Regions from separate parts of the Mus musculus genome. Here region 1 is linked to region 2. Evidence: chromatin contacts called from public promoter capture Hi-C data. All regions are on one chromosome and are shown on one strand. Each heading gives the region's core, a stretch centred on a gene start, on an enhancer-like site or on the middle of the called end of the contact. The rest is flanking DNA. Distances are from core to core; before and after follow the strand shown. Region 1 holds the start of Ptp4a1 (protein tyrosine phosphatase 4a1). Region 2 holds the start of Lmbrd1 (LMBR1 domain containing 1).

What was found. Promoter capture Hi-C pulls out the DNA fragments that hold promoters and counts their contacts.
Region 1: a promoter capture Hi-C map of pre-B cells shows a contact between it and region 2. The contact joins the promoter of Ptp4a1 here to the promoter of Lmbrd1 in region 2. A contact is called at or near these places in 2 of 39 promoter capture datasets (cranial neural crest and pre-B cells) and 1 of 484 Hi-C or Micro-C datasets (CD4 T cells).

The regions. Positions count from the first base shown.
Region 1 is chr1:30,946,358-30,952,712 of GRCm38.p6, reverse strand. It overlaps Ptp4a1 (protein tyrosine phosphatase 4a1), which reads left to right and starts at 2,958. Exons shown (of 6, transcript NM_011200.2): 1 at 2,958-3,164; 2 at 6,074-6,355. It overlaps LOC115487084 (a long non-coding RNA gene), which reads right to left and starts at 2,842. Exons shown (of 1, transcript NR_164183.1): 1 at 1,375-2,842.
Region 2 is chr1:24,674,958-24,681,523 of GRCm38.p6, reverse strand. It overlaps Lmbrd1 (LMBR1 domain containing 1), which reads right to left and starts at 2,980. Exons shown (of 16, transcript NM_026719.2): 1 at 2,708-2,980. The coding sequence starts at 2,767.

The sequences.
Region 1 (6,355 bases), core at 1,709-4,208, 6.3 Mb before region 2:
CAACTCAGATTCTTAACCACTCCAGTACAGTTTTGCTTTATGAGACAGAGTGAATGCTGGATCTTCTGGCCTCCAACGTAATTGAGATTACAAGTCTGTATAACTAGACCCAGCCTGACCCCAAAAAAAAAAAAAAAAAAAAAAAAAAAAAAAAAAAGATTTACCCATAGGATGTTTTAGTTTTTAGGTTTTATTGCTATCCTAAGCAATAGTGACAGTGGCCATTGCTGTATGCCCAGTTTTGCTAAAACCTTTCTTAAGCATGGTAATGGGAGCTCTGCCCAAGTATCTACACTGCTACCCAGCTCTAGCTATCTGGTTACTTGCCCATACCAAATATACTTAGTCCACATATACATTATTTGGTGGTCCCCAGTTGATAATGTCACTTGTGATCTTTCTGTGCAACAATATCATTTTGCTATGTAAATGTAATCCTTTGGTGGGGCTTTTATGGCCCCATATAATCCAAGGATTCTGAGAGTGAAATCTCTTTATACACTTGGCATAAACAGAATCATTGTTTACAGATGTGCTGTGCTTAAAAGATTCTCTATTCTCATTCGGATTTGATCTGTTGCCTTCTGAGGCCTTTAATCTTCCGTGGTGACCTTCCCTGCATTGCTTATCTTCTAGGTAATGTTTTTGATACTTAGCATATGCTGATAAAAGCTCCAAGGACAGGTTTTATTAAGGAGCTTCAAGTGGCCATCTTGTTTGGCAAAAGTGGTTCCCTTCCACTTAGGATTTCTGGAGTCTAATCACTAGATTTTCAAGGTTGTTTTCTTCTTTTAAAGTCTGTTAAATAGAGGTGCTTAATGTGCCAACCACAAGTGGGTAAGTCCTATTGACTTGGTCCACAGGGATCTCCTTGCTCAATGTTGGGATACTTACTCCTGGGATCAGCTTCCAACTATTCAATGACTAGAACAGACACCCTCAGCAAACAAAGAAACCAGCCCAAGACACCAAGTAACAGCAGCTGCCAAAGAGACTCTGACTGCCTTGTGAGAATTGAGTGGACTGACCAACAAGTTTATATCTGGTTTAAGATACATTCTTTCAGCAGCAAAGGATGGAAATCTGTCCCTTTCCAAAATAGGACTGGGTGATAATTCCTTATAAAAGGATAATCCCGGTGGAGACAATTCCCCTTCCTGAGAGCAGAAGCCAATCTTCTAGGGCTCAATGAGGACAGCTAACCAAGTACCATACATCAGCAAATATCGTCAGCAATTACGGGATCTGTGGATTACACAGCTCACAATTTGCATCACGAGTTCTACAAGGAAACCAAGACACTGATTTACCTTTGCTTGCTATTTGCTCAGTTATTTTAGCTCACCAAATTCCCCTTTGGAAAAGGTGTCATTATTTTTGTTTTACAGTGTTGACCAACCTTTGGAATAGGGGAGGCAGATTTAATATGCCTAAGTATGTTATTAATACAAGTTGGCCAAGCTAGTCACTAATTATTCTGCCCATGTTTTTCCAAAGCTTAAGTAACACTTACCCAAAGTCACTGGTCATATGAAAGGTTTTAGTTCTGTAATACTCAATCTGTCTTCGGTTGAGTTTCCTGGTCTGCTCAACTTCACTTTACTGTTCAAAGACTTTTCTTTTAATCTCCCTGCATTTTCTTAGGACTTACATAATTTAATTGTTACCTCACTTTACCTCTATTTGTGAAGGGATCTATGCTTCAAGTTCTTGACTTTAAATGGATCCCTGGCCAAGCAATTTTTAATGACGATGAGTTGCTTTTTGTTGTTGTTGTTGCTGTTATTAAAGGTCTGCCCCCCCCTTTTTTTAATGTACTTACGTTGCTTACAGATTGCATGTTTATAAGACATTTAAGTAACTATGCAAGGAAGTCTCTAAATAGAAGTGCTAATAAATCACAAAATTCGGTACACAATAAGAGAGAGCACAACTTATGATTTCTCCGGCCTAATGTGCAGAAAAACAGGGAACAAAAGGCCTCAGTGTTATTGGAAAGCTGAGTTCTCCAAAGCAGGTAAAGGTCCTGTTTACCTGTCCTAGACAAGCGAGCAGAAAGGGTTTTCAGATAAAAGCTGCCCTTGTATGATCAGAAACAGCTGCACTCAGGCTTCACTTAGAAGCCTAGATTAAAAGGACACTGGAACAGGACTGAAGATCAACAAAAGGGGAAAGCTTAGCTTTTGACGCAAAAACTTACATCAGCCCTTGATAAAGCCGAAGATTCTTAATTTAAAAAGAAAAAGAAAAAAAAAAAGCTTCCCCTTAGCAAAAGCTAACCTTTCATTATCTGAGAATGAGCAGCAGTACAAAGGATGCATGTGATTTCGAAATGCCACAAACGAGCCAACTGCAGTTGCCAGAATCAGCAGTTTAGGGGTGTAACCTAAAAAGAAAGGGGGTGGGGGGAGAAGAAGAAAGGCTAGGAAGCAACTAGGCTTCACGTGCCTCGAAAGAAAAAAAAAAAAAAAAATAGGGACATTTCCTGGGTTCCACCGGCTAATCTCTGCGGAGAGCCTTCCCACACGTGGAAGTGCCCGTGGTGACGAGAATCCCTAGTCCCAGACTAGGGCCGGGCTCTGGAGCGGTGAGTCAGCCGCCCAGCGGTCATGCGACATCAATATGGAGTGATGACGGAGATCCCCGGGCGCAAGGGCCAAGGTAAACCGTTGGCCAGCGCGACAGAGCTATGGCCTCGGGCTACAGGGTTCCGCCCGCCGGAGAGGCGTTCCAAGTTGAGGCGAACTCGCGGCTCTAGCGACCGGAGCGTTTGGTGGCGAGGACCAGCCAGCACACCGCGCCATTCATCAACCGGTTCGCACCGGTGGCGGCTGCCCCGAGTGACGTCTGCGTCCCGGGCCCCGCCTCGAGCCGCAGGCGTCCCGCGCCGTGATTGGCTGCCGCCTGTGCGCACGTCGCGCCGGCTATAAAGGGGCGGACTTGTGACGCAGGGGCGCCTGGGCGCGCGCATTGGCTCTGGGCTGCGGCCGGCTCGGCGACGCTCCTCGGGCAGCTCACTGCATGGTCGTCTGGTGCCCCCGCCGCCTGCATCCCCGCCGCCGCCCCGCGACGCCCACCGCCGCCTGCCCTGCCGCCGCCGCCTGCGCCGCCTCGGGACCGGCTGTATGATTAGGCCACAATCTTCAATGAGTAGACATATTCCTGTGAGTACCGCGGGCCCGGCCTTTGTTAGAGCGAGCGACCGAGGAGGGAAAGGAGGGTGGCCGGGCGACCGAAACGCCGGCGGCGGGGCCCGGACCCGGAGCGACCGGCAGGGCAGCCCAGCGGCTTTGTGCGCGTGCCACCCTGCGGCCTTTGTTCCGAGAAGCCGCGCGGGCGTCGTGGACGTGGCCGGGGCGGGGCGGGGCTGCGGGGGGACCGGGACCGGGCGCCCGGGGCCTCCCAAGATGGCCTCGGTGGCCGCCCGCGCTCGCCACCGTGAACCCGTGATTGCGGACCTCGCGACTGTGCGCGCCGCTCAAGCCCGGGCTTGCCGATCGCCGCCGGGCTTCGGTAGTGGCGACCCGGTCGGCGGAGGGGGACTCTGACTCGGCCCCGAGGCGGGCTGCGCGTGGGGCGGTCCGCTCTTGGGCTGGAGCAACAGGAGCTGCTGGGCAGAACTGCGCGGCTCCTGTTGAGCGAGCAGCCCTGCACCATTCCACCGCTGGCGAGCTGAAATTTCCACGGTGTCGGAACGGTCTGTGCGGTGACCAGAGGTCTGGATTCCGGAGCTTAGGGGTCATGAATCCTATCCTGGCTTGCTTTTTTTAATTATTATTATTATTTTGCTGTTTGCTTCGTGCCGGCTAAAACGGTTGGAAAACCAGAAAATCGCGATCTGTTCCCGGAAGGAAACAGCGCTTGCACACGCGCTAGATTGGGCGCGTTACCTGAAACCTGAGTGTATTTGGAACAGAATTGGATAAAGCAGATGATCCCACAGACTGGTTTGATTCTAGAGTCTGACAGACTGAAGCTAATGCTACACACATACACACACACAAATGATCCTTTTTTTTTTTTTTTTTTTTTTTTGCTTATGGTGCATGCAATTAAAATGGGACGATCTCGTCGTGTATCTTGGCTGCCTATCATGTTGAGGTTTTGCCTGTGAGGGAGTGGGAGGATATTATTAAGAAGGATTTCGGTGGTCTCCACTGTTTTAACAGAAGTGTCCTCCAGCCACTGGGTGGCTCCACTCATTTCAAAGCAGTTCAGGAAAATTTTTTTCTTGCTGCCCTCCAGCTTCCTAATGGAACTCTTTAAAAGCTATATCGGACCTGTGTATGAATGTTCAATAAAGTGCCAAATTAACAAAAACAAGGAAGAAAAAAATTTAGGACCATTTTATATACACGGGCAAAAGATTTTTATATATGCAATATATATACATATGTATGTATTTATATATATATGTATATATATAAATAAATAATATTTTTGAGATTATTGGAGGGAGTCTGCTCTCTGAAGTATTAATCTTTACTGGTAATTTACACTGGGTTTTTTAACGCACTGAATAGATGTACTTTGTGAGGGCACGTGTCGGGAATAAGTTGTCTTGCTTGTGGTACCTCCTAGTAAATAAGAGTTTGGGGGATTAGTTCCTTTGTTTCACTATAAAAATAGTCAGGGAATTTTTGACTGATTTTTTTGTTTGTTTGTTTGTTTTTTTGTTTCAAGATTTTACTTGAGTAGTTTGCTCTGAAGGACAACGGTTGTCATTGAGTGTTCTTGTTACTAAGTGCAACTGCTTTTCTTTCCACCACAAACTGCCTAGAGTAGATAGACCTTAAAGGGTTTTGTTAATTCCCATTTTACTTCTATTGGGTTTATCTGAAAGGCTTTTATGCATAGACTCTGAAAAAGTATCGTATGACTATGAATATACTAGTTGGTGCTGGCACCAATCTGCTTTAGCTTTTTTAAGGAGGAACTTATGGAAATGTATCTGTCAATGATCATAGTTATGGTTACATTGTTTGAGACCATTAGAAAGTCTTGATTTCCTCTTTTCATATTTGAATTGGATTTTAGCTTTGCAGCAGAGAAGTGGAATTGGAGTTTTAAAATAGCAAAAAGATAATATTGTGTATATTTTATTTGAACTTGTCTTAAGTAGGATATGTTTGAAGATCTAAGTAAGTCCATAAGTCCGTATTTATAAGAGCCAATCTGATCCAAAGAGATGGCATAAAAATTCTTAGGATCTTTTAAGAAGGAGATTGCTTACAGTTTCACTTAGAGAATTATCCTGCAGTGCAATGTGGTTTATAGAAACAAGATGGCCTGGCATTCTAGGCAGCCTCCCTACTGATGAGTCCTAGCGTCTTGTTTAAGTCTGATCGATTGGGATGGAACCCACCCTCCCTCCCACACACTTCACTCCAGAGGTTAGTGACAGTGCCAATTGCAGACTGAGAAGCTTTACCTAAAGCTATAACTGTGCTTACACTATTCTTAAATGTAAAGGAGCTGCTACAAAATACAAAAAGGCAGGCCCCCAAATTTAAACTTTAGAGACTAAAATGTAAAGGGGTAATTGCATTAAAAGTGTTTTTGTTTTGTTTTGTTTTGTTTGGAAGAAAAGCCATACTCCTTACTTTGAACCCAGTAGCTTAATAACATAAAATATGAAATCAGAACTAGTGGGCAGTTGAAATCACTGTCTGTGAATTCTGCAAGCGTCAGACCACATGGCGTCTAGAGTAGTGTCTATGAACAGCAGGCTAAGGCAGTATAGAAGACACAATTCGGGCCAGAATAAAAGTGTAAAGAGAGACGGACTAATTAATTAAATCCATGTGTCTAGATGTGTAAGTGGAATTCCTATGTAGCTGTGACTCTGAGTTCTTGATTGTTGAGAGCTTCACTTTAATGGGCTTGTGATTGCTCATTTTAGGCCTATTGATTTAAAATGCAGTAACCTTGAATTTTGTAATGCAAGTAAAAGTCAAATTAGCTTGTCTCTAATTTGAGCAGCTGTGTACTTAGTGGAAAAAGCATGACATATTCCTTTTGAATTAGAAAATAACTTTTTTTCCCTTTCTTGCTTTCCTTTTCTTCTAAACAGCAGTTCTGTGGTGTTCTCGGTCACACATTTATGGAGTTTCTGAAGGGCAGTGGAGATTACTGCCAGGCACAGCACGACCTCTATGCAGACAAGTGAACTGTAGAAATTCATTACTACTCCACCAAGAAACCCCCATAAGAGTGGATAACCTGGACACAGGCGTGTTGAATTGAAATCTGCAGAGCATTTGACAAGAGCTCAGACCTGGATGGGGTAAACCTCAGTGCACTTCCTTTGTATTGCCTCAGTATTACTGGATTGAAGACTCACTGCTTCTTGTTA
Region 2 (6,566 bases), core at 1,731-4,230:
AAATAAAAAAGGACGTATAATGTCCCACTCTATAGCAAAGTATGATGGTGGTTACCAGACAAGGTTCCTTAAAACTCTTAGAGCTGAAAGCCAATCTTCCTGACACAACAGCATTCTTTATTTGAAAAAACAACTGAAACTAAAGTGACTTAGACTTTGGTTTTTAGTGGTACTTCTCAAATGAACAAAAATGAAATATCACTTACAAAACCTACAGAGGGTTTAACCAGCATAGATGTTGGTGTCAGAGCTGAGCTTGTTCCCAAGACCCATAAATAGAAGGAAGTTGTCCTCTGGCCTCCACCCACACATTGCGGTGCACTCTCTCATGCATGAACACATGCACACACACACCTGCACTGACTCCACCCCAGCCCCAGGAACAACACACATACAAACCATACAAATGAATAAAGTGTAATTTAACATATATTTTTTAAAGATTGATTTATTTATTTCATGTATGTGAGCACACTATCGCTGTCCTCAGAGACACCAGAAGAGGGCATCGGGTCCTCATTACAGATGGTTGTGAGCCACCATGTGGTTGCTGGGAATTGAACTCAGGACCTCTGGAAGAGCAGTCAGCGCTCTTAACTGCTGAGCCATCTCTCCAGCCCTAAAGTGTAATTTAAAACCTCAAGCTTTTGAGTGACATTTAGAAACTTGGAAAGCTTGAACACAGTAGTGTGAGCTTGACAACTTTTCAATACTTAGGACTTCTCAGGACATTTCTGACCAGATCTGTGTTTAATAAGTGTAATATATGATGCTGCCTAATTCAGTATATCCATATTTAGGAGATGAACTGCGAGTTACCACTAGCTCCTAAGTAGCAAACAGAGATCACAAAACAGAGCCAGGAATGGGCAAAAGCTCCCCTCAGCACTTAGTCGGACTCATGGCCTTGAACGTAAGGGAAGACAACGCTCTCGGTTTTAGATTGCACACTGCCACAGAACCTGAAGAAACTGGTATGTGCTAGCTTTTGGTGCAATCACAAAGAACATCTCCAGCTACCAAAACAGTCCTCTACTTCTGACTAGGTTTTGTACACACACTTCAACCAAAATAACTTTCTTGAAGACAGAACGAAAAGCAGACATGAATACAGCTCCTTTCTAATAAGCCAAGCACTAAACAGACTGACAGTAATTTTTGTTTGTTTGGGGGTTTTTGTTGTTGTTTTTTGTTTTGTTTGTTTTTTGAGACAGAGTTTCTCTGTGTATCTGTGGCTGTCCTGGAACTCACTCTGTAGACCAGGCTGGCCTTGAACTCAGAAATCCACCTGCCTCTGACTCCCAAGTGCTGGGATTAAAGGCGTGTGCCACCACTGTCCGTTTAATTTTTAGTAAATCACATTTTGCACCTCGCAACAGTACTTCTCTACTGCCGGGTTGTTCCTGATTCAAGGCCACAAACTATCCAAAGGCTACTTTTCCACTGGCACTTTCTTCCAACAGTATCCTCTCCCAAGTCCTATTTCCCTTATAAAATCATATTTTCTCTTTCAATGCTTAAGATCTCTATTTCCTAACTTATGATCAGCCCCCTCTTAAAAAGCCACTTATTATTTTGTTTGTATCCTCCTAGATAAAACTACTGTATCCACAGTAAAACTACTGTGCTTTAAATGCTTTTTCATTAATCAAGATACTCCAACTCTACGTTCCTGCTGGTAACATGCTTATTTTTCACTAAACATATGGGCTGGGAAAGCCAGTGAATTCTCTCCTAGTACAGGGCTAGATAGCCTCCCTCCAGGACACAAGCTAAGCATGGCCCAGGGCAATGGGATTTGTTAAAGTGAAGGGAGCATGCCAGTACTAAGACTGAATTTAGGGTTCCTGAACATGCAAGGCAAGTGTCGTGTGCGTGTGTGTGTCTGTGTGTGTGTCTGTATCTCTGTGTGTGTGTGTGTGTGCGCGCGTGCGCGCGCTACCTGATGAAAAACTGAAAAACTTGACTACCTGAACAAACTACCCAAGGGTCAGTATAGGGAATCTGAAACACATCGGACGAGTTTCAAAATGCAAACACTAACTGACCATAGGACTGAAGTCTTTGTAGAGTGGGGAAGGATTTGACAATATGAAATGTCATAAGAGAAGCAAACTAAACGAAGTCAGAAAGTAACAACCAGGTCACTCTGAGTCACTACAGTTGGGTTTTGTGCACCCAATGATCAGAGAAGTCTGGAAAAGAAGGCACCTGAGGTCAGACAGGTAATAACCTCCCGCCTGGCCAAGCGGCTCTACAGCGTTCTAAGTGGAATGTAATACCTAGAACGTGACACTCACGTCATCAAGGCAGAATCGCACAATGGGCGCGGGGAAACAAGGGGGGGCGGGGGGGGAAGGAGGCATTTAAACAAATAAACAATTGATTCTGTCAGAGCCCAGAAGCCTGGCCCAGAGGCGGTGAGGACTCCAATTCAAGCCGTGATCACGCCTTTCTCCACCCCGAGGGTCGCTCGTCCCCAAACTCACCCGCCAGCTACATTCTCAGACAAGAGACAGAAGCTGGCTGAAGTTAGGAAGGAGACCGCGGAGGATCAGCGCCTCTTCGCCTTCCTCCGGAGACCCTCGCGGACCCAGCAGAGAGCAGGGCGGGCGAGGAGGGTCCCCGACAGGCGAGGCCAGCGCTGGCCCGCCCTCCTCCTCCTCCCACCCCCTCACCCTGGGAGAACTCGGAGCGCCTCCCCTACCAGGAGCAAGAGGCCGAAGATGCACCAGCCGATCACCAGCTCGGCCGCCGCCGCCGCCATCTTCGCTTCCGGTCCGGATAAGCCCAAAGGGGTGGGGAGGGAAGGCACGGGACGGGACGGGACGGAACGAAGAGGGACCCGGAACTGCGCAGCCTAAAGGTTAAAGGGGCGGAGGGGCAGAGCGGAGGGTTGCCAAGGAGACCCGGCCCGCGAGCGTCCCCTGGCGACCAGCCGAGCCGAGGCGGGGCGCACCCGACGCACCGTGACGTCACCACGCTGCCCGCCCACGCGCGGCCTGCGTGCCACTTGATCTTGCTGGCACTCTAGGAGCTTTACGGAGGCAGGGCTGTGTCTGTGCCTCTGAATGTAGAGTGACATTACGGGTTTTCATTGCTTCCAAAAACAAGGTTTTGATCCCATTATGCAATCAGAAGTCATCCTGGTGCAGGAATGACTCAGAATAAAAGAATGTCATCTGCCCAGATGACTTTATAATTTGCTGATGACCAGGTCACGTCATTGCTTGACGGCACTGTGCTACCACGTGATGTTTCGTTTTGTTTTGTTTTTTCCATCTGCGCGTACCTGTGAATTTCCATGATGGTTTCATACAATTAAAATGTCCGAGTCTATGAACTGTAGGTGCTAATAATATGCTCAAGTGAACAAAACAGAGATTGTTGTAAATCTTATGTGAAGCTGAGGGAAAACCTGGGATGCTTGCCTGGGTCCCGTGGTGTATTAGTGTGTATTTAAATTGAATAAACAAACCCCGGCGTGATATTTAGTTTTGATTGTGGACGTTTGTCTGTGGGCTTGATACAATGCAGAACCATCTCGGAAGACTCAGTGACAAATTGTCTCGAATACATTGTCCTGTGGGCTTGTGAGGGATTTTTTCCTTTAATTGGGCTGAGGTGAGAAGCCCCACCCTGAATGTGGGTGGTAACATTTCCACATCCCTGGACCAGAACTGAAGACTTACTTAGCATGCGTGCATAACTCATTGCTGTGTGCGCTTGACCTTGGATGTGAGTAGCCACCTCTAGTTCCTGCTGTCTATAACATCACCACAACAATGCGCTGAAACCTTGCACTGTGAACCCAATAAACACTTCCATCCTTAGGACACTAAGACACTTAGGATGCAGTCAAAACAGTTTATGGATGAACTCCATCGTCGCTATAGTTTATTCTGCTGTGATATTATTACTCACCTTGGTCTTATTTCTGACTGGAAGTCTGCAGTAGTTAAGGGTTGGGTAGAAGTGTCGAAATGAGAAGAAAGTGGAAACAGAATGTGTTTTATATGAACCGGTCCCATCAGAAACTCTCTGGTGGAAGTGTGTGTCCGTCTCTGAGATCTCATGTGTGTCCCCAAGTGCATCACCAACAAGTCATGCTTGTGCTTTACTTCTTGAGCCAATGCCTTTTAACCCTTCTGTAGTAGGCTTGCTGGTTAGAGGAGATATCAAAAACCACCTGAGACCAGTCATCCCTGTTGTCTTCAATGGCCCAAATCCTCTTTGAAAACGATCACATAATCAGTAATTTTGTGAGCACAAGCTGTTCCTCCTGAAGCTGCATTTCCCTAATTCTGCCATGGAACAAATAACTTACTTTTGCATATTTCCATAGGATTCAGATCCCATTCCACATTGGTATGAATCAGACAACACCTTTCTCTATATCGTAGTATTATGTCCATTTTCAAATAGGTTCCTTGAGACCTCTTCCATTAGGCAGTTGTCCATCACTAAGTGAAAGTACTTGAGATAATCAATTTATAAGTCTTATTATGGTTTATGATTTCAGAGGTTAGAACCCATGGTTATCCAATCTATTGCTTTGACTCATGGTGTCTTACATGGTATATTATGTAAGACTGTGTGGTAGAGAAAAACTTTACCTCATGGCAGCTGAAGAACAAAAATAGAGGAAGCGACTGAGTCCACTTGTGGTGGTTTTGTAGTTCTACCTCCTCTGTTTCCTCTCTAAAGTATCCAGACACAGCTGATACACACCAGGTTTGAAGGATGAAGCAGCATTCGGAACCAGTGGGGTCTACAGGACTCCAGTCTAGTGTGAGCAGGTGCCAGGGAGAAGGCCTTCTCCAAGGATTTTGATGAATAGCTCTCTTAGACCATCTTAGCTTGTGTACATACCTTTCTTCAGGGAGGGCTTGTATGCGTACACTTTATTCAGGGCAGAGAAGGACTATATATGAGCAGAGAGAAAGAGAGAGAGAGAGAGAGAGAGAGAGAGAGGTAGAAGATGAGAGAAACTGGATTCCTCAGACAAGGTTCCAGAAAGGGAAGCCTTGCTGGTGAAGGAAGTCTTCCATTTTGTGTGGAGATCAGAGGAGCTATCCCGACCCGACATGGTAGACTATCCCTTTCATTTGCAGGCTTTCCCCACAGGTTTAAATAGATATGGCTCCAATAAACTCATGTGTTTGAATGCTTGCTGGGCCCATAGGGAGTGACACTGTTAGGAGGTGTGGCCTTGTTGGAGTAGGTGTAGCCTTGTTGGAGGAAGTGTGATGTATTGTGTGGGGGAGGGGCTTTGAGGTCTCCTATGCTCAAGCTACACCCACTGGGGCTCCCAGTCTCATTTTGCTGCCTGCGTGGATCAAGATGTAAAACCCTCAGCTCCTCCAGCATTATCTCTGCCTGCGTACTGCCATGCTTCCCACCATGATGATAATGGGCTAAACCTCTGAAACTGGAAGCCAGCCCCAATTTAGTGTTTTTTTTTATAAGAGTCGCTGCGGTATCTCTTCACAGCAATGAAACTCTAACTAAGACACCTCTCAAAGGTCATGCCTTTGGTGGCCTAATTTTCATTAGGACCCACTTTCTGTGGTCTTTCCACCTCCCCAAAGCACTGCATTCTGGGGATTCCATCTCCTTCAGTACTCAAGTGTTTGCCTCATGTTTCAGATCCAGACTATGGATTTCTGTCATATGAGATTGCTTCTAATCCGTTAGTTATTTTTTTAGCAAAGGATTGCCAAAACTGTGTACACAAATATGCATACATTTCTCTCAGTCAGCAGCATGGAAGAGTGCATAATTTAAATTCAAAGCTCTGAATTAGGTTGTAAAGCTGACTGTATGGGAAATTCTAGGCAAGTAAGGCTGGTTTGAAGCTTCTCTCTCCCCCCTCCCCCCTCCTTTCTTTTTGAGACAGGATTTCTCTGTTTAGCCCTGGCTGCCCTGGAACTCACTCTGTAGACCAGGCTGGCCTCGAACTCAGAAATCCACCTGCCTCCGCCTCCGCCTCCGCCTCCGCCTCCGCCTCCGCCTCCGCCTCCGCCTCCGCCTCTGCCTCCGCCTCCCAAGTGCTGGGATTAAAGGCGTGCGCCACCACTGCCCGGCTCTTGTTCTCTTAAAGGCAGGCTAAATTTACAGAATGATTCCATAGTAGGATGGTGTATAACTAGCTTGGCTGGAAGGTCTGTTCTCCCAAAGTTCAGTTAGATATGTTCATAGAAATCTATGGCTATGGTTAGCCAAAGGGAGAGGCTTTTTACAGCTCAAGAAAAGTGAGTGGGAGAGTGGCCGGGAGGGAGGGAAAGTGATATAATGCTGTTTAAATTAAATACAGAGAGATGAAGAGGGGTTGGAGAGATACCTCAGGGTTAAAAGAACTTTCTGTTCTTCCAGAGGTCCTGAGTTCAATTCCCAACAACCACATTGTGGCTCACAAGCATCTGTAATAGGATCTGATGCCCTCTTCTAGTGTGTCTGAAGACAGCTAGTGTACTCATATACATTAAATAAATAAGTGATTTATTAAAAAACATTAAAAATAAAGATAGTTAGGTGTGTGTGTGTGTGTGTGTGTGTGTGTGACT